Linked DNA regions of Mus musculus: regions 1, 2, 3, 5 and 6 are each linked to region 4. Evidence: chromatin contacts called from public promoter capture Hi-C data. All regions are on one chromosome and are shown on one strand. The core of a region is the stretch at or near the end of the contact, and the rest is flanking DNA. Distances in the headings are between cores, read along the strand shown. Region 1 holds the start of Pgk1 (phosphoglycerate kinase 1). Region 2 holds the start of Atrx (ATRX, chromatin remodeler). Region 3 overlaps Sh3bgrl (SH3-binding domain glutamic acid-rich protein like). Region 4 holds the start of 2610002M06Rik (RIKEN cDNA 2610002M06 gene). Region 5 holds the start of Cox7b (cytochrome c oxidase subunit 7B). Region 6 holds the start of Sh3bgrl (SH3-binding domain glutamic acid-rich protein like).

Evidence for each region. Promoter capture Hi-C pulls out the DNA fragments that hold promoters and counts their contacts.
Region 1: a promoter capture Hi-C map of pre-B cells shows a contact between it and region 4, with 2.6 times the contacts expected there. The contact joins the promoter of Pgk1 here to the promoter of 2610002M06Rik in region 4. A contact is called at or near these places in 2 of 39 promoter capture datasets (liver and pre-B cells) and 1 of 115 datasets of contacts at active chromatin or transcription factors (astrocytes).
Region 2: a contact with region 4 is called in a promoter capture Hi-C map of pre-B cells, with 3 times the contacts expected there. The contact joins the promoter of Atrx here to the promoter of 2610002M06Rik in region 4. A contact is called at or near these places in 2 of 39 promoter capture datasets (liver and pre-B cells) and 1 of 115 datasets of contacts at active chromatin or transcription factors (fibro-adipogenic progenitors).
Region 3: a contact with region 4 is called in a promoter capture Hi-C map of the C10 cell line, with 7 times the contacts expected there. The contact joins the enhancer-like site here to the promoter of 2610002M06Rik in region 4. A contact is called at or near these places in 7 of 39 promoter capture datasets (the 3T3-L1 cell line, the C10 cell line, cranial neural crest and 3 more), 1 of 115 datasets of contacts at active chromatin or transcription factors (astrocytes) and 1 of 9 other capture datasets (adipose tissue).
Region 5: a promoter capture Hi-C map of pre-B cells shows a contact between it and region 4, with 4 times the contacts expected there. The contact joins the promoter of Cox7b here to the promoter of 2610002M06Rik in region 4. A contact is called at or near these places in 3 of 39 promoter capture datasets (erythroid cells, hippocampal neurons and pre-B cells), 1 of 484 Hi-C or Micro-C datasets (pre-B cells), 1 of 115 datasets of contacts at active chromatin or transcription factors (astrocytes) and 1 of 9 other capture datasets (liver).
Region 6: a promoter capture Hi-C map of pre-B cells shows a contact between it and region 4. The contact joins the promoter of Sh3bgrl here to the promoter of 2610002M06Rik in region 4. A contact is called at or near these places in 19 of 39 promoter capture datasets (the 3T3-L1 cell line, 3T3-L1-derived adipocytes, the C10 cell line and 12 more), 7 of 484 Hi-C or Micro-C datasets (B cells, CD4 T cells, the G1E-ER4 cell line and 4 more), 7 of 115 datasets of contacts at active chromatin or transcription factors (the 230-238 cell line, the NIH/3T3 cell line, astrocytes and 4 more) and 2 of 9 other capture datasets (adipose tissue and liver).

Annotation. Positions count from the first base shown.
Region 1 is chrX:106,185,778-106,188,777 of GRCm38.p6, forward strand. It overlaps Pgk1 (phosphoglycerate kinase 1), which reads left to right and starts at 1,323. Exons shown (of 11, transcript NM_008828.3): 1 at 1,323-1,538. The coding sequence starts at 1,474.
Region 2 is chrX:105,927,879-105,931,111 of GRCm38.p6, forward strand. It overlaps Atrx (ATRX, chromatin remodeler), which reads right to left and starts at 1,494. Exons shown (of 35, transcript NM_009530.2): 1 at 1,222-1,494. The coding sequence starts at 1,241.
Region 3 is chrX:109,159,372-109,162,758 of GRCm38.p6, forward strand. Sh3bgrl (SH3-binding domain glutamic acid-rich protein like) reads left to right here. Exons shown (of 4, transcript NM_019989.2): 4 at 759-3,096. The coding sequence ends at 791. Among named protein-coding and RNA genes, the nearest start is that of Gm34464, 30 kb to the right of the region's middle. Within about 2 kb of position 1,755, at least 13 of the 459 cell types and tissues checked have an H3K27ac peak or open chromatin away from gene starts, as enhancers often do.
Region 4 is chrX:107,814,758-107,817,822 of GRCm38.p6, forward strand. It overlaps 2610002M06Rik (RIKEN cDNA 2610002M06 gene), which reads right to left and starts at 1,577. Exons shown (of 8, transcript NM_025921.3): 1 at 1,378-1,577. The coding sequence starts at 1,393. It overlaps Tent5d (terminal nucleotidyltransferase 5D), which reads left to right and starts at 1,720. Exons shown (of 6, transcript NM_001163104.2): 1 at 1,720-1,884.
Region 5 is chrX:106,014,005-106,017,396 of GRCm38.p6, forward strand. Cox7b (cytochrome c oxidase subunit 7B) reads left to right here and starts at 1,696. Exons shown (of 3, transcript NM_025379.2): 1 at 1,696-1,866. The coding sequence starts at 1,827.
Region 6 is chrX:109,093,898-109,097,226 of GRCm38.p6, forward strand. It overlaps Sh3bgrl (SH3-binding domain glutamic acid-rich protein like), which reads left to right and starts at 1,510. Exons shown (of 4, transcript NM_019989.2): 1 at 1,510-1,740. The coding sequence starts at 1,696.

The sequences.
Region 1 (3,000 bases), core at 73-2,572, 1.6 Mb before region 4:
ATGTAAGGACAGCCTTCTCAGTCTGTGTAAAGTCGCTTGTATGTATCCGATTTCAGACTGCACTACTGCTATTGGATAACCATGGGGGCTCTCAGCATTCCTGCAGTCCTTTGTCTCTTCCATGTCACGTGGCTCCTGTTACCCAGTTCTTTTTCCGTCCTCTGTTCTCTTAAAACTGTTTCCCTTTCCTGGACCTGTCTCTCCTCTCCATGTATATGCTTATATAAAAAGCTGCATAGGATAGAAAACACATGGTATTGTCTTTCTGAGTTACTTCACATAATATAGTAACTTCCAGAGGTGCTTTGGCCAGTCACTCCTGGATATCTGCCAGTGAGAGAGGTGGAAAGAAAAAACCAGGAGAGTGAACAAGGGCTTCCATTTCTCATGTGCCCTTCAATTTCCTAACTAGTTGTCCTGTCTCAGACCGTCAGGCAAGCACTTTACCACTGAGCACCGTCCTTAGCCCAAATGAGTGTCAGTAGAGATTTAAAGTTTTGTTTTTGTTTTTAAACAGTGCTGGAGATTGGATCCACGGCCTCTGGCCCGCATTTTACCACTGAGCTACACTCCCAAAGCAGTCGAAATCACAGTGGCCCAGGATTGAAATGATCACTTAGATGCTTTGCAGTCTTGATAAGACACTAAATCTTTGTCTATCAGTTACTTCATCTTTAATAACAGAACGTACTTAGGAATTTTATGAGCATTGTTAGTTAGCATGACACATGCTATATGTATTCGTCATTATGAATAATGTAACCACAGCAATTACATTGTACTTTTTATTATAAAAGGGGGGAGGGGAAGGCCTGGTCCTTTTTTAACTTCTGAGAGGTTTCGATTACTAAGTAAGACCTTATGTAGACTTCCATTTGGGAGCTGAGAAAGCAGAGGATTCCAAAAGGGGATGACATTTGCAAAGGTCTAGAAAAGGCGCCTGGGAATTCTACCGGGTAGGGGAGGCGCTTTTCCCAAGGCAGTCTGGAGCATGCGCTTTAGCAGCCCCGCTGGGCACTTGGCGCTACACAAGTGGCCTCTGGCCTCGCACACATTCCACATCCACCGGTAGGCGCCAACCGGCTCCGTTCTTTGGTGGCCCCTTCGCGCCACCTTCTACTCCTCCCCTAGTCAGGAAGTTCCCCCCCGCCCCGCAGCTCGCGTCGTGCAGGACGTGACAAATGGAAGTAGCACGTCTCACTAGTCTCGTGCAGATGGACAGCACCGCTGAGCAATGGAAGCGGGTAGGCCTTTGGGGCAGCGGCCAATAGCAGCTTTGCTCCTTCGCTTTCTGGGCTCAGAGGCTGGGAAGGGGTGGGTCCGGGGGCGGGCTCAGGGGCGGGCTCAGGGGCGGGGCGGGCGCCCGAAGGTCCTCCGGAGGCCCGGCATTCTGCACGCTTCAAAAGCGCACGTCTGCCGCGCTGTTCTCCTCTTCCTCATCTCCGGGCCTTTCGACCTCACGGTGTTGCCAAAATGTCGCTTTCCAACAAGCTGACTTTGGACAAGCTGGACGTGAAGGGGAAGCGGGTCGTGATGAGGTAATTCCGTACTGCTGCCCTCAAGCCCTCGGGGCCACATTCTCTCTGGCCGTGGCAAGCACGGTTTTCCCATCACCTTAAGTTGCACTTATTTTTCAGCTGGGTCTTGGGGGTCCTGGGTTTGGAGGTTAAGGCTGTTCCTCTCACCTCATTGGGGCGGAGACTGTGTCTGAGTTTGCTTTTCTGCGTCCTAACTGCTTCTAGCTTAAAAAGCGACCAAATGTGTCCTTTAGGGAGTTGATCCCACTGATAAAGGGCTCAGATTCTCAGGACTCAATCTTTTTCCCATTTCTGAAGTGCAGTTTCATCTCTTGTAGCGAGAATGGACGTAGTACTTATCCTGCAAATCTCTAGGCCCCTGCTGAGGGACCTTGAAAGGTCATTTAGCTAGTTTCCCTTCCCCCAAGATTCTTGGACCATCCGTGACGAATCCGAAACCGCCCACGTTTCATTGGTCCTGGTACAAATGATTTCTTTCCCAAAAGATGTTGCTCAAAGTCCTCTCGAGTGGAGGTCCCTCTCCCCAAAGAATTGTGGGTGGGAGGGTGAGGCCCACTGGATGAAGCTCTGTATGGCTTATATAACAGGCCTCTGCTGCCCTACCTTGCGGTTGGACTCCTGGCCCTGGGGTTTGCATCAGGATTGTGACACATGCAGGGTGTGGCCGCCGGGAGTTGGAGGCCTGTAACCTCACTCGAGAGGTGGCTAGAGAAGCAGGATGTCAGAACTGAGGAAGGCTCCCACGCACGTGGCACATGTGGGTCCCAGGTCACTGACTTAACTTGGCTTCTCCCTTACCTGAAAGAATTACTAGGGTGTATGCGTCTTCTCCTTTTTGCCTTTCATAATGTATACTTTTTTTTTTTTGCCAGGAGTCAAGGATGATGGTTAGATACATAACTGATGGGCCTGGTTGTTCATGTAACAACTATAGGACCCAAGGATGGGAATTTTTAAGGGCCATTGATGGTCGCAGTGACTGACTACTCTGCCTGCTTGACCTTCTTTGGAAGTGGATGACTGATTGGCAGTAATCCTGGTCCCTTTGAAGATTTGGGCCAGTTCAAGTGAGGGCATCCTTTAGATACTAACACATGTAAGGGAACAGAGGTTCTCTGGCTTCTGTACAGGCACTTATTTTATCGTAGCCAATATTGGTAGGTGGCCTTCTCTTCCTGGGCTGATATCCAGAACCAACCCACTGTATTATGTTCATGCAAAACACTTAATGTTACCCCAAATGGGATAGAATAATCAGGATGGAGCAGAAATCCCAGCCACCCTAATCATAGATAAAGGGCAGGTTCTAGCTAACTTTTCATTCTGTTCTAAGGACAAAAGATTCATCCTGTGAGGGAGACAGGCACTACTGGCTTGAGGCTGACCTTTTCAGATGCATGCAGCTGCTCAAAGACAAGACAGTGGGCCATTGTGCTGGTCACTTTTGTGGGATGGCAGTTTG
Region 2 (3,233 bases), core at 244-2,743, 1.9 Mb before region 4:
ACGGCACATTTTGCCAATTACAGATGCAATTATGATCCACGCTACCTATAATTTCGTTTTGCCACTATTCACCAAGCTTGCATCTCATTCGAGAAGAAAAATCACCGAATTCAATCTTGGGATAAAAGGTCAAATATCAAACTGCCTAAAAAAGCAAGGTATCTGCATAAAAGCGGAATCCATTTCAGATTAACTACTCCAAACAATCAAAAAGCAAATCAGAAACGCGTGGAAAAACAGCCTGAATCGTAAACGTATTTGATCGCTAACATCGGGCCTGGGCTCTCTTCTACCTTTGCAATAAATCTTCTGGTGAATCCCCGTTAACCCGCTCCACATGCCTCGTGGAACAAATAAATAAAAGCACGATCTAACTACTTCACGGAACGTGTCCCAAACCGCAGGGGGTAACAACAACCGATGTCCCGTCAAAAACCGGACTTCTCCTGCAAAGTCGTCGGCCGCTGTTCTCAGAAAGCAAAAGCCCGCATTGGGCTGCCCGCTCTCCGTCTCAGCCGCCCAGGGGTCCCCAAGATAACCCTCCAGGATCTGGAGTCGGGGGGCGAAAAGGCACCTTCTAGAGGTACCTTCCGGGCCCGGCCCTCCTACCTCCAATGCTCGGCTCTCCTCTCGGAGCCGCGGAGAGCTGGAGGACTTCCAGTGGAGGCGACCATTGGGGTTCGCTAGTTCCAGGATCTCACTTCCTCCCGCCGCCCCTCCCCCTCCCCATCCTCCGCCCCTCCCCCTCCCCCATCCACCTTCTCCCCCCCCCTCCCCCCTCCTTCCCCACGCAGTCGCTAGGCCCCGAGATTCGAAAGACTGACCGCAAGCGTTCGGTGGCCCGCGACACCCCCCGCCCCCAGGCCTCGACGCCGCGGGCACGGAGGCGTGAGCCGAGCAGGGGCTCCCGGCTCCGCAGCGGCGGGAGGCGGGAAAGGCAACGCGCGCGCCGCATGCCGCCCCCGACCGACACACACACAGACAGACAGACAGACACACACATACACACATAGACACACACACACACACACCCCAAGCCCCAGCTGGGGCTTCCCACCGCGCTCCCCCAGCCCCGCTCACCTAGAGGGAAAACGATGCCGCTGACCGCGAAGCCGCGCGCGGGCCTAGGGCACCTAGCGCACGTCTTTGCAAACACCCCACTCGAGTGGAAGGCGCCCGGGAGCAGAACGCCGGGGCCCGTGACAAGGGCTTGCGTTTTACCTCATGGGCTCAGCGGTCATGTTTTTGGCTCGGACGGCCGCTTGGCTTGGCAACCCCTTGGGTACCGTTCTGCGCTCCTCGGCGCCAGTGGCTGAACGAAAAGTACTGGGATCTTAGTAGTCACCGCAGATAGTGCTGGATCGTCCTCCCAGCTCAGAGTCCGCTACCGCTGCTGCTGCTGCTGCTGCTGCTGCTGCAAGAGCCACGGAAACAAAGCAAGGCCTATGCCGACGCCATTTTGTTGGGCCGAGGCTTGGGCAGGAGAATTGGCGCGTCCTCCCTCTTCCTCTTTCCGTCATCTATTGGCTACCTCTGCCAGAGCTCAGTGTCTTATTGGCTACGGAAATTCACCTTCTTTGGGAGCCTGTTGCTAAGGCGGTCGACGTCATTTGATCCCCTCCACCTCTTCTTAGTGGGGTCCAGTTCAGTTACTGCTGACCTCAAAGTGTCAGGGATGTATCTTGACATTATCCTGAAAATGCGCTCTTGGTCCAACCTCTCTACTTCCACATAATTGGTGAAACAATGACACCCCATTTACGTTTATTGAGAATTTACTATATGTCGACCACTACACAGATCCTTTATCTTAATCTCATGCTTGAACCATCCAAAGTAGGCAGACCTAACATTTTAATGGGTGAGGATACCAATGCACAAGTTCCACATTCAGCCAAACATCCATCCTTGCGGGGAGGGTGGACATACATTCTTATGCTGTTTTAAACCCAAGGCTTTGTGCATGTTAGGCAAATACTCTATCATTGAGCTATGTCCTAACCCCTCCCCCACATGCACACTCTTAATCATTAATCTCCATAGCCACCCAAAATATAAATATTTTCTTTCCTATTTTATAATATTCTTAATTTTTCTTCTATATATTTCATTATAATATTCAGCTTGCCAACGCTTACACGTGTGAATTTTTACCTTTTGTGGAAAGAGAATGAGAAAAATTCTAGCTATACAGTCCTGACTAGGCTGCAACTCAACATGTATATGAGGCTGGCCTCAAACTTGGACTGTCCTTGCAGCCTCCCAAAGTGCTTAGAAGACAGGTGTACCCCATCATACTTAAGGATACTTACAGGTATTTATATATATATGATCAACTGGACATTGACATCTAATTCTTTTGATATTGAACAATCTTGAAATTGTCACACACAGGTCAGCCATTAGTTCAATCTGATATGATTGGGGGTATATCTCACTTACCAACTGATCCAAATCGTTTCCCCCTCATTTCATTTTTCATTCATAATCTCTGCAAATCACAAATAAGTTTTCTAAATTTGAAGTTTCCAACTTTGTGCCCACATTTATTCTGGAACACATGTTCATTCCCTTTATTTTGTTCATTCTGTTTATTTTTCCTGAAATATGCAACAGTTTTGGTCATGCTTAGATGTCAGGGTTGCAGTTTTGGACTAGAATGACAAGAGAAGAGTCTCTTTTCAAACAATGCATTCCAACAATCAGACTAGGTTTTTGTTTGTTTGTTTGTTTGTTTGTTTCCGAGACAGAGTTTCTCTGTGCAGCCCTGGCTCTCCTGGAACTTGCTCTGTAGATCAGGCTGGCTTTCAGCTCAGAAATCCAACTGCCTTTGCCACCTGAGAACTTAGACTAAAGGCATATGCCATCACACCTGGCTAACTAACATATAAAGATTTGGTTTTTAAATGTTGTATGTATGTTTGAGAGAGCCTGGATGTATATATGTACACAAGTCCTCACACTGCAGAAGAGAATGTTGGACCCCTGGCACTGGAGTTACAAGCAGGTATGACCTACCCAATGTAGGTGCTGGGAACAGCAAGTGCCCATAATCACTAAGCAGTCTCTTCAGCCTCTAATATACATTTTTTTATGTCTTTTCACAGTACTTCTATTGATTATTTGGAATTTGACATTGTGAAACCCCATCGCACTCACTTCCTAGTCCTCTCAAGTCTGCCCTCCCTGGAAGAAGGAAGGGAGGAGGAGGAGGAGGAAAAGAAGGAGGAAGA
Region 3 (3,387 bases), core at 505-3,004, 1.3 Mb after region 4:
AGGTAACCTCAATGTGAGTTCATGAAATGAGTGTAAAGGTTATGCTGTGCCCAAAGACAGCATTCTATAACATACCCATCCCCTGGCTCTTTTTTTTCCACTCCCTTTTCCCAAAGTGCCCTTCCAGACTTGGAGAGGTTGGTACAGATGTCCCATTCACGACTGAGCATCCAACAGTTACTTTTCCTAGTACTTTGATTAGTTATCAACTGCTGTTGACAGCGAAAAGAAATGTCTCTGACCAAGTTTTTAAGCAGTACTATATGGTCATATGTTGAATCGTTTAGAAGGCAGTGTGATGCAACATGATCATTTAGCAAAACAAGTACCTGTGACCTCCCTGCACAGGGGCTTTTTACCAGGCTTATAGAACCAGATATGAATTTCCTCTTGTGGAGCAGGCTTCAAGTCCAATCAGAAAATAGTTGCTAACTCCTATAAAAGTCACATGATCACTTTCCCAGGGGCCTATCTTTCCTGTGAGTTGGTTGTGTGGTATACAGGATCCACAGCTAAGTAAGAATGTGATTCTGATCCTCTCCCAGCAGCCTACATAAAACACTTTCTGGCATGATAAAAGAAAGCTTCTGCTAATTATTTTAAAGCCTTTTTTGTTAAATCATGGAAGTAATTGCTATATAATTACTTGTTAAATAATCTTAGTCACTTGAGATAGTTTATTTTAACCAAAATGCACAAGAGTATTTACCTTATGATATTTAAATGTAAGTTTTGTTTGTTTGTTTGTTTTATTCCAGGAAGCCGAAGCCCAGGCAAATCAGCAAGCATGAATGTTCTGAGTTCTTCCTTCAGCATCTTGAAAAATAATGAAATCTCCATTGCTTTTATAGAAATCCTTGCTTCAAAAGAAATAGGCTTACATGTTGAAATAATAGATTAGAGATTAGTTGATATTCTCGCATGCAAACAAGCATAATGAAAATGTGAACATGGTGGTAAGAAATGAGAGATGAAGTTAAAACTTTAAGTAGATATCTTAGAGTAGCATTGTTATCTGCCAAGGCATTTCTGTTCTGTAAGGATTTTACAAAAAATCAATATGCTCCTTCTTTTAAATTTCTGTGTAGCTTAAGGTTCTCATCATTTCAACTTTAAGGAACTGAAAGGAGCGAGAGAGGAGAGAGAGAGAGAGAGAGAGAGAGAGAGAGAGAGAGAGAGAGAGAGAGAAGAGAGAAGAGAGAGAGACTCTTATTCCCACAATGCCTCATTATCTTTAGTGAACATGAATATTTTCATGTGATGTTACTGTTGTTGAAATGTATTTACAGGTTATGTTCATATGTTAGTCATTGTAATTTCCTATGCTGATTGTGACATTCTCCTTCTTTTATCAAAGAAACATGTATGCCCCGAACCACAAGTTTTCCAGGCTTCTAGATGTAACCTTTCATTGCACAGCCAGTGATCAAAATAGCTGGCTTCCCGTCAGACACACGTTGAGTGCATTTAACTGATAAATTCCTTGCTTATACATGCAGTTATAGTCATGTTTCTAAGTTGCTTGCCTCAGTACAATGTGGGTATATAAGTCATGGAGAAAAGATTGCAGTTCACTTTAAATTGGCCCTTCCTTGCAAAGAACACAGACTTTTAATTAACTGTTATATAGTATCTTGCCCTTCATTGTTTAAGATATATTTTCTTTTGGTGTTTGCTGAACGAAGTAGTAGTGGCTCTTGTCTCCTGCTTTAACACTGTTGGTGATCGTGAATGATACTGTCCTTAATAGGTAAGCTTTTAGTTTCACTTTAGGTAGACTGTGTCAACACATCCGTCCAAGTAGAAAGAATCACTAAGCACACATTGATTTTTTGAGAAAGTACAAGTATCAAAGAAAAGCAACAACGTTTGAAGTAGTTTGAAGATAAGCAAGACCCAAAGCATTCAACCAGAAGATGTTGATATTGTACCTTTTTCCCATACTTGATTTTTATAAAGAAACACACATCTTTTACTTCAAATTACTATTATCATCATACCTGCTCTTTCCTAGACTGTACTTGGCAAAAATTCAATATGTAATGGAGCCATAGCTTAGTTTACTGAAACTCAAACGTGAATTGATGCTTTAACATAAATGGTTTTAAAATTTGCGCTACTCAACTCTAAATGTTATACAGTAATTTTGATGAATAATTTTTGTTTATAGGTGTTTAAAAAGGAGAAAAACCAAAATGAACCAAACCAACCAAAACAACAATAAAAAACAATTTGAAGGCAACTTTTAGTGACCTAAACTTTGAAGTATGAATTGGAGTCAAAACTATTCCATTTCTTCTTCCTTTTTTTTTTTTAATTGTTTTGGGGATCTCTATGGAAGACAATACTTTAAATTAATTTTGGAGTGCAAAATACTTTTAGCCAATGTTTTCCCTCATCATTGCTAAATGCTACAGGTAATACCTGCAGTATTATATGTGGACAATGTAACTTTCTCTGTTTTGCATTGGAGGATGTTTATGTCTGTGGGATAATACCCTGAAGTCTGTAGATTTAAAGTACAAGTTTGAATTGAGTCTTCTCCAATTGAAGCCTGTCATTTTGTCAACTGAGAAACATTCCTGATAGATGAAAGGAAAGGAAATAAAAGTCTAAGAATTAAATGAGTTTTGAAGAAACTTCCACAGTATATGCTTGGGAGTGAATTTCTTGTTGCTTTGCATAATATGTTTGGCATATTTGTGTTTCTAAATGAGACTTGGTAATTTGTAAATTTCACATTTAAGAGCTGATTTGCCCTTTAGAAATTTTGTTCTTTAGAAAGAGTTCCACTTTCAAAAACACTGTAAATTGTTAATTGTACTGCTAAATGTGGACACTTCATTGGGACCCTAAGTATATGTGAATAGGGAATTTTGAAACAAAGATTACTTTTACTGGGAAAGACTGAGTACAGGGAGTTTTGGTGAAATCAGACTTCACTCCTTAAGTAAAAAGAACAACAAAATGTAAAACTCACATGAATTTTTGTTAAGCAGTTGTTGGTGTTTAAAATTACAAAGTACAACATTAATCCTTTTCTATGGAACACTGATTCTTTTCATCTGATGAATTTCAATAAAACTGATTAAGTGATTCATGTTTGATTACTTTTAATTTTCTGGTCTTCTGTCTCTCTTCCTCAATTCTTGTTTCTGAATATTACCAGTCATCCCGTTGTAACTAATTTTCATTTTAAATTAATTGTAATTTTAACATTTCTTTAGAAAGAGTAACCATTCTTGGGGTTGGGGAGATGACAGTTTAAGAGCACTTAAGGCTCTTCCCAAGAAACCAGGTTCTGCTTGCAGCACACACATGGTGGCTCACAACTGTTAATGTAATGATTATTTTGCTATGATGTTTTTTAATATGTTCATTGAGGTA
Region 4 (3,065 bases), core at 327-2,826:
CTAGGAAAAAAAAAGAGAGCTAATAATTTTAAAGCTCTTCAAATCTCTAATACTTCAGATTATGTTCAAAAATACAATTCAGTAGGCACTACCATTTCTTTTTACTTTAAAAATGCCTTTCTAGGGTTGAAAGGTGAGACAATATGCTTCCCAAATGAGTCAAGTGGGTGACAGAGGATGAACACCATGCCTTAATTCAGAAAACTGTTGTTTCAAGGAACTTGGGAAATAAAACTGATATTTTGACTCAGAGTTCAATAAAGTGCTTGTCACTTTATGCTAATATTAAAACTATACTACAGTCACTATTTTTTTTTACATGCAGTAGAAACAGGACCTCTCTTGGTCATCTTTTCATGATCTGCACCTTTCCTCCAGGCTAGCACTTTAATGTACAGCATATCCTGACTAGTGCTGCAAGATTTACTGGATGACATAAAATTGAACCCATCAAAAAACCATTTTTACCTGTACTTCAGGCTTATAGACTAATAGCGCCAAAAGAGCTTAACACGAGCTACAGAACAGTTACCATAACCCATGGTTTATCTTTTTGCTATCTTGGAGTTGAAGAAAAAGCAATTTATTTTATTTTTCTCTAAAGCCAACCCCTGGAAGGAGCAAAAATTACAGCAACATGGAGCTTCTGTGATGGAATTTAAGTAGTGAAAAAGAAAAAGAAAGCCAAATTGTGTTCATGACGTCACCAGGAAGCTTTATTCTTAGCCCCTACTAATTGCCCAAGTGGCCAGACAGGTTTGGCTGATGGACTTTATGGCTTCAGGAATAACCTGAATTTCCTCAAGTGTTAAATTAGAATGCAGCGGGAACAGAAAGCGAGCACAGTTAGTTCGGAGGGTTCGTAGCAATCGCTCAACCTCATCACCAGTCACCTGCAGTCATTAAAGGGCAGTTCGCCAAAAGCAGTTTGTCCACGTACGCTTTGAGAACCTACACCTCCGCCTGGAGCCATAGGCAAACTCCAGTCGCCTCCCCTAGGTCCTGGCACCATTCCCTGTCAATTTCAAAGAGGCCAAAAATTCACTGATAAGGCAGGTGACAGAAATCCTCAACAAGGGGCGGTACGGGCTCAATTATCTCTGTCTGTCCACTGGCTCCTCTGACCCTCCCCACATTCGAGGATGGCAGCGGAGGCGGAGGCGGCGGCCGCAGCGAGGAGGAGGGTGAAAAATAAAAAAAATAAAAAAAAGGCCAACCCCAGGCCGCTGGAGCCTACCCATCCGCATCACAGCTCCCTCGCCCCACGTGCGGGCCCAAAGGGTCAAGCCCCTGGGCGTGTCCCCAGCACCCCTGCCTTCGCCCCCCCCTCCCCAGCCCCCAAGGCCCTGGTAGCATCTTGACCAACAGAAAGGATACTCTCCATGTTCGACATGATCTCTCGAGTTCACCGGGCGGGAGGAGGGGGAGGGGCAGGTAACACGCGGGACAGGGGCTGGACCCGCGAGTTGTGGGTCGCTTGGGCGCGCGGAGGGTGGCGGTTGTAGCGGGTTTCGAGGGATCCTAGCCCACTTCCTGTTTCGGTTTAGAACCCGTGGTGGGTGGAGTCCCACGAGCTAGAGAGGCGGGACTGGGACGACGCCAACATGGCTGCAGTGAGTCGCTTCGGTTAGGATGGCTCTGGTCGCTTGGGGGCGGTGGAGTCCGAGAGCTGAAGCTTAGGTCCCTCCCACTTAGATGCTTCACGTGCGCTCAGGATAACTGCGCTAAACCTGGTCCGGCATCCCACCGGACTTCTAGTTCTTTCTTTTGTCAACCTGGACGCCGCTTAGCCTTCCGCCCACCTCGTACCTCAGATTTCACACAGTCCTGGTCGTCCCTCATCCCTTTCTCTCAGAGCTTAAGTCTTAAAGGGTGAAGACAAAGGTATAGGACTTTTAAAGTACTTTTTAAAAATTCTGACAGTGTAAAAGAACGGCTCGAGGGGTTAGTGTGGTGGGTAATGTTGAGGTTTTTTAAACAATCTTGAACCTTAGAGTTGTAGGGTTGAAGGGGAAGGAGGAAAAGTCCGGCTCTACTTGAGAGGTAATGTTGCTTCGAAATTTTTTCTCATATTAGTTGGTTTAATTTTATTTTTCTTAAGCACAGCTGATGTATGGTCTAAAATTAATATAAAATCTCTATAATGGGTGGGAGCAGTAATGGGGGTGGTCGTAGATAGAGCTTGGCGTATTTTACGTTCCTTTGACTTTCAGAAATGTCCAGAGGTGGATTTATTAGAAGCACTCTCTGGACTTAGGAAAAGAGGGAATTTTAAGCAGATTTGTGGCATTTCAATTTTAGTGTCATAGAAATTACATATATTACTCTGAAAGTTAGTGTAATTGTCGTAATTGCTAAATCTCAGAAGTTTGTCATTTACCTCATTCTTAAATTCAACCTGTGGAATTATGTGCACAATGCCATACACTTTTTATCCTTAGGATTATTTCTTTTTTTTTTTTTTAACAAAACTGGCTTTAAAAGTGAATATTTTATTATTTTGTGTTAATGATAGTTGGTAAAAAGCTTCAGACTGTTTTCTAACTGTCCGTGTTTCATTAAAAGAAAAAGAGAACCCTTGCTCAATACAAAGTTCTGGGAAGTACAGTCTAGAAATCATTTCAATAGGCAGAACCGTGTAAAGGTTATTTTTAGGTTTGCATCTCACTTTATAGTTGGAGAACAAGACTTATGAAACTGAAAGCTTTGGAAATTTCATCAGTTCTCTGTGTGCCTTAAACAGTTGCCTTCATTGCTGGAAAACTACCTTTGGGGGTTAAAGGTAAAGATATCTGTCTGGAAAGACTTTCCCTTAGCACTTACTATTTTTAACATCATTCCTTCAGTAAAACCATAAATACTAGAACAACCTACCAAAACTTAAACATATGTGAGTTTTAAAATGCTGTTGTTAGAGTTATAGGTATGCAATGTATAAAAATAAACGTTAAATTAAAATTTTTTTCAAACGATAAACTTTTTCAAGAAGTATCTCTTTTATAAGGTCCTTGTTTATAGAGAGTGTTTGCTGCTGCTGTCTGTCTTAAGTAAAAAACAAAACAAAA
Region 5 (3,392 bases), core at 446-2,945, 1.8 Mb before region 4:
AGAGTGAGTTAACGGCCCATATGAGCCACTTGGTGTGAGCTTACCTCAAAATTTAAAAAGAAAAATTTTTAAATGGTTAAATTATTAGGTATGTCAGCTCACACCTATCATCTTGGGAAACTGAAGCAGGCAGCTTGCCAGGAGATTGAGGCCAGGAGTGGCTCCATAGTAAATTCCAAGCTAGCCTCTACTACAGGATGAAATCTAGTCTCCAAGAAACAAACACAAAAATAACAAACAAGGGGCTGGAGAGATGACTCAGCAGTTAAGAACACTGACTGCTCTTCCAGAGGTCCTGAGTTCAAGTCCCAGCAACCACATGGTGGCTCACAACCATCTGTAATGGGGATCTGATGCCCTCTTCCCGTGTGTCTGAAGACAGCTACAGTGTATTTACATATAATAAATAAATAAATCTTAAAAAATAAACAAGCATACCAAATAAGCATGGTGGTTTGAGTATCTCTGTTTTATGCTCACTCAGGTTGCTTTAGGCATATGAACTGCAGTGGTCATACAGACACAGTGTGGTAAAGAATTACCAATGGATACAAAACATAGTGGATAGAAGCTTATGCAGAATAGGATAGTCATTATGCATTGGAGTTACCTTTTTTTTTTTTTTTTTGCACACATCCCTCCTTTCCACTCAAGATACTTTTTTTTTTTAATTACAAAGGGAAAGCGGTGACTTTAAAGTGTAGAAATCTGGTATGCAGTGCTTGGATTAAATGATTAAGTTCATACTATTACTGAATGGGACATGCTAAGATCCTATACCTTTTGATAGGATGCTCTAAAAAGCAGAGTTTGATTTGTACATTATTTATCTAATCATGACACTAGAGAAGCTAAGGCAAAAGAATTGCAAATTCTAGGCCAGTCTGGGCTACATAGTAAGTTCTAGCCAGTCTGGGTTACATAGGGAGACCTGGCTTACACAGAGTTTCTTTTTTTTTTTTTTTTTTTTTATTTATTATTTATTATATGTAAGTACACTGTAGCTGTCTTCAGACACACCAGAAGAGGGCATCAGATCTCATTAAGGATGGTTGTGAGCCACCATGTGGTTGCTGGGATTTGAACTCTGGACCTTTGGAAGAGCAGTCGGGTGCTCTTACCCACTGAGCCATCTCACCAGCCCTACACAGAGTTTCTTAAGAAGATACATATATAGTATTCTTGCCAGATGCACATGAACTGGAATCCTTAGGGGAAAAAGGTCAATTGATCTCCCAGCACTTGGGAGGCAAAGGCAGGACTTTTTCTGTGAGTTCCAGGCCAGCTTGGTCTACATAGAGAGTTCCTGGTCAGCCAGGACTAAATAGAGAGGCCGTGTCTCAACTCCCCCACAAAAATTCCAAAAAAAAAAACCAATAAAGGTAAAACCAATTAATGTAGGTAATAGGAGACAGAATGTGAAAAATTTGAAGGGACTGTAATTGGAAGTGAGACACTAGATCCAATCCTCTGGAGTTTTAGCACCATTTTGATGCTGGTGCCTTATGTAAGGTCGGTGTCTCAGCTCTCCTTTGTAGAGTCCGAAACCTTTGTCCAAAGAGTTAACCTCCCTGCTTAGTAAATACTACTTTATGGAAGCCATCAAGCTTGAAACTACATTTCCCAAAGACCTTCCTATTTCCTCGCAGGAACTAGGATGACAATTTCTATAGGTCAACCCCTAAATCTCGCGACATCTCACCAATTCTCATTTGGGCTCCCTGCTGAAAGCCATTTTGTTTTTCAGGACGCTTTGCAAGGGTAGCTGGGGTGAATTTGCACCAAGGCAGCAGCATAGTCGCCGCAGTTCCATCTTCGTCTCCGCGATGTTGCCCTTAGCCAAAAACGCACTAAGCCGTCTCCAAGGTGAGCAGATAATGTGGGCGAGTTCTTTACAACACCCGGGATCCGGCTGTCCTCGTGCTCTTCTGCCCTCTTCCTCCGCCCCAAATCCTGCGGGTTTTAATTCTAGGTGCATGGTCCCCTGCGTGGTCTCCAGTCACTGGGAAGGGAAGCTAGCCATAACAGAGGTAGCTGTGACAGTGGCTTTATCATCCTGTCCTTGTGTTCCTAACCTCGTTATGCATTCTCTTTCTTCAGAGACCTATGATTTCCAGGAAGAACGCTTTGGCGGACACCTTGCTCTTTTAGCGATGATCTAAATTTTAGCTCTGGGAGTGTATTTACGTAGAAGAACTGATCTCCTACAATAACGGTGGTAGGAAACTAAATCTACCGCATCTGGATTCATAGCAAGGGGTTGAAAACCTTAAGCCTGGCAGCTTTGAAGAAGTCATCTGTAGATTATTAACGGAATATTAACTATAGCGAAAACAATCATGGTCATTTTTTTTTCCTGCTTTAAAGTTAGGCAAGTACGTGGAAACTTGAGACTAGCAGTATATATGGAAAATACACTGGACTGGAAAGAAAAAAATTCATTTTTGTAATTGCTTTACCCTGAAGGTGACCTTCAGTAATGTGAATGAAGGTGACCTTACACAATACTTACTTGCTTTTCTAGCCATGGATTTAGTTTTATTTTACCTTTAGATCACATGCTGTGTTCTAAGTACTGAAGTACTTTGGGAATAATTGAAAAAAAAAAAAAAGAAAGAAGCCCAACTGATCTTTCATCTGCTACAAGCTGTGTTTATTATTTCTTTCACTTTGGACAAATGATTTAGCGTTATAAACTTGTTTTTGTAAAACAGAGGTTAGTAAGTAATACCTATGTCAAAGACCATTAACCAATCTCTGGTCACTAAACTGGGTGGTTTTGTTTGTTTGTTTGTTTTTAATTTTATTTTGGTATAGAGGGGAGATCACTTGGTAAATCAGAGTGTTGAAACAACAGTTGTTTGGTAATCTCAATTTCTTTGATCTTTAAGTGACTTAGGGACTTTTAAAAATACTGTAGGAAAAGTTTTTTTATCATTTTTTTTTTTTTTTTGAGACAGGGTTTCTTTGTGTAGCCTGGCTGTCCTGGAACTTGCTCTGGAGACCAGGCAAAAAGATGATTTTTTAGTTTATTTTGTTGTGTTTCTGTTTCTCATACTCACCCTTTTAAATGTTCTGGAGCAGAATTGATTATGGAATGTTTATGAATTTGCTTATTCCGGCTGTGGCTGTTTTCTGAGGGAGGGTCTCAGGTACACTAGGTTGGCCTGCCATTTTAATCTGTAGCCAAGGATGTCTTCAACCCCTGATCCTTGGCCTCCATTTCCCAAGTGCTGGGCTTGACAAAGTCCTTCCCACCTTTATAGACCTAATTGTGTTTGCTTCTGAAGTGTTAGCAATCAAGTCTAGGGAATGTTAGGCAAGCACTACACCAATCCCGCTACATTTATTTCCCTGGGTGTGGCTGGTTAAAGGTGAAAGTGGAACCGTAA
Region 6 (3,329 bases), core at 260-2,759, 1.3 Mb after region 4:
TAGCTCAAAGTAGGGAAGAACGGCATAAGGATATCCATTACCTTTATGTTAGAAATATTGGTAATAGTCTCTCCTAAAAATGTATCAGAAGTCTTATCATTAAGAATCATCAGGTTTTATGTATAAAACAAGTTATTGACTTATATTCACTAAGACAAGTATATCTATTACAGAACTGTACATGTGTATGTGTGTGTGTGCGTGCATGTGTGTATGTACTTGAAATCCAACTTTGGGTCTTAGTGTGATCTATAAGAGATCTACACATCTAGCCTCATTTTTCTAATAGATAAAGCCCACCAGATTCTTTGCTAATGCTACCATTCAGTTTTCTGGGAATAATTGATTGTGTTCAATAGTTTATAGACTAATTAGAAATATTTTGTTATTCCTGTTTTTTTTTCATTTTAAGAGTCTCTAAGTCTAAACAGTTAATGTAGAACTCCAAACAAGTTGTACAGTGATAACATAAAAGAAACAATATAGATTTTTTCAAAATCATGATTATGATTTATGATTATAAAGATTTTTCTAATCAAGTGAATTGGCAAGTAAAATTAACAGTAGCCATGATGTTGGTAATGAAGATGGTGGCTAGATTTTTCTCATTTACTGTACTTGATAATTTGTAGAAAGTCATTTTGTTTGGTTGATTTTTGATTTTTAAGAGACTTACCCTGTAGCATAGTCTAGCATCTAATTCCTGGCAATCATGTTTTACTATTCCAAGGGCAGAGATTACAGGTATGAGACAGCAACGGCAAAAAAGTACTTCCAAAGTATTTTCAGATGATTGGTTTTTTTCTTTTCTTTTCTTTTTTCTTTTTTTTTTTCTCTCTCTGCAATTCCTCTCCTCATTTTGGACTTGTTGATTTTTTTTTTTCTCTGCAATTTCCTCTCATTCTAGGGTTGTAGTTTTTTTCTTTGCAATTTCCTCCTTCATTCTAGAGTTGTCGCTTAGATCTCCTGCAAATTCTCACTAAAAAAATGTTCCATATTTTAGCAAAACTCTGAACAAAAAGAACCTATTCTGTGCTTTCCGGTTTGGGGAAACTTGAAACTTCTCTCCAGCCCTCCTCCTCTCCTCGTGCAGCTTTTCAGTATTCAACTCCTGCTGCCAACTAAGGTTAAAAAAAAATCACTTACTTCATTATTGGCATCTTAAAATATACAAGGCTTTGATAACGTGGGCTTAAAGACATTTAAAGTAGTGTCTGGATTCAATATAAAGCTAGCTTTAGGCTATCTTATTTGCATACATTTCTGAGCAGGAAGTAACAAGCAAAACTTCTGGTGTTCATGGGAACCGGTCCTTTATTCTAATCGAATATTTCTTTTTTTCTTACCCCTTCTTTTATTTCTCCCTTGCCCCCTTCCCGGAGAGGGAATAGTCAAAAAGAATTGTTTCAACAGATCTCGCGGTGCTGTTCGAGATCCTGTGTTTTAAAAAAACAATTTAGAAATGATGCAAATGAGCCTGAGCCTTCCGGGGTTTGGGGCTGGGATTGCAGAGCTGGAAGCTCATTGAAAGCAGCCGCTGGTGGAGGCGGGGCTCTGGCCAGTTATCCTTCCACCTTCCCCCACCCTCCTCATCCAACCTCTGTTTGGCCCTTAGCTCGGTTCCAGCCGTTGCTGCAGCTGTTTCCCAGCCCTTTTCAAGACTCCAGCGACCGACCAGAAGCCCTTGTTTCCAGGATGGTGATCCGTGTATATATTGCATCTTCTTCTGGCTCTACGGCGGTAAGGAGAGTGGGAGCCCACCTTTGTTGTTTTCCAACACACTAGTCCTCTTCTGCCCCAGAACCGTTAAATTGAAGAAGTTACACTGGAAGCTTCTCCTTAGAAGACGCAAGCATCGCCCAGAGTACCCCCTTCTTTCCTTTCTTCCTTTGTTGCGTCGATTTATTTATTTATTTATTTTCTCCCGTGGAGTTAGCTTTGTTTGCCTTGAGACGTTAGTGTTCGTTTCTAAAGGAAAAAGAAAACTACCAAGTTTAGGAGATAACTGGTAAAGGGACTTCACGGTTAGGTGAAGTCAAGTAAAATAAAAAACAAGTGGCTTTCAGGTTTTTTAGAGTGAGACATTTATGAAATATGCTCTGAGTACCGAGTTCAGGGGAAGTAGTGCATTTCTGTAAAGGATGAGGGTGCTGATGGGAAGGGAAGGGAAGGGAAGACTTCTGAGTACTGGAATTATTGTGAAGCCACTGGAATGGACTTATTTAGAGAGCGTGCAGGTGGGGTATATAATTTTAAAAATAGGCGAAAGTCAGGGGCAATGATACAAATGATTTTTTAAAAAAGTTCTTCTCCTCTTCCACCTCCTTCCCCTCCTCCTCTCCCCTTCTCTTTCTTCCTGGAATATGAAGCCATTTAAAAAAAATAATGTTGTATGAGACCTCCCCCCCCCCACTGGATCTTATTTTGAGTTTTTCCTTTCCTTCGAAAGATTTTCTTTCTAAAACCCACTCTTTCAAGACTGTTGAAAATGGAGGCAAGAACATGTGGCAACTGAGTTGCTGGCTCTTCATAGGATTTGGTTTTCTTCTTTGATTCATTTGCCAATTGTTAACTTAGAATAACAGTTTTTACCATATCTGAGGAACATTGGGTAAACTGAGGTGAAAGCTGGAATGCATACTCCTGTCACATGAAAGAGCTTCTGTTCCAGCAACCCCAGGAGGAAAAATAAAGGCCCTCAAGTGGCAGAAGCAGATGTGTGGGCTCAGGAATTTGAATGTAGAAAACTCCTCTAGCTTTAGAGTGGCAGAGATCCCAGGTTGCTGGGTTGTTGTCATTTACATTTAGTAGGATTTGGAATAGAGCTGAAGGCTATATGAAATCACCAGAACCATGAACCTTGAACTTTGTCTTTGCCAACATGTGTGGGTGTGTTTAGACGGGCTTTCAAAATATAAGGAAGCCTACTCTTAAAGTTATGGAGCAAACGTTTTGTTTGAAAAAATAGAAATGTTTATTATTTCCTTTGGACCCTACTTTAGAAGCATCTTGTCTTCCATACCTAACATTCTGATACCTCAGAGTAAAACATGGGTTACCGAATATCAATCTACTACATTAACTGCATTTTCAAAACCCAGCTTAATGCCTTTGGTTAATCCTTATTAGATTGACCCTCTCAAGCACTTAGGTTTTGTTGTTGTTGTTGTTTTGTGAGGTATGCAGTTTCAACACTGGTATTTGTTCTTTGCTTTCTCTATCTTCTATTTCTCTCCCAGAAGTAAACTCAAGGAGAAACTGCTTTAAGAATTTCACCAAGTAATAGAGTCACACCCCCCCCTCTTTGTTAAGACATAAAATGTCTAAGT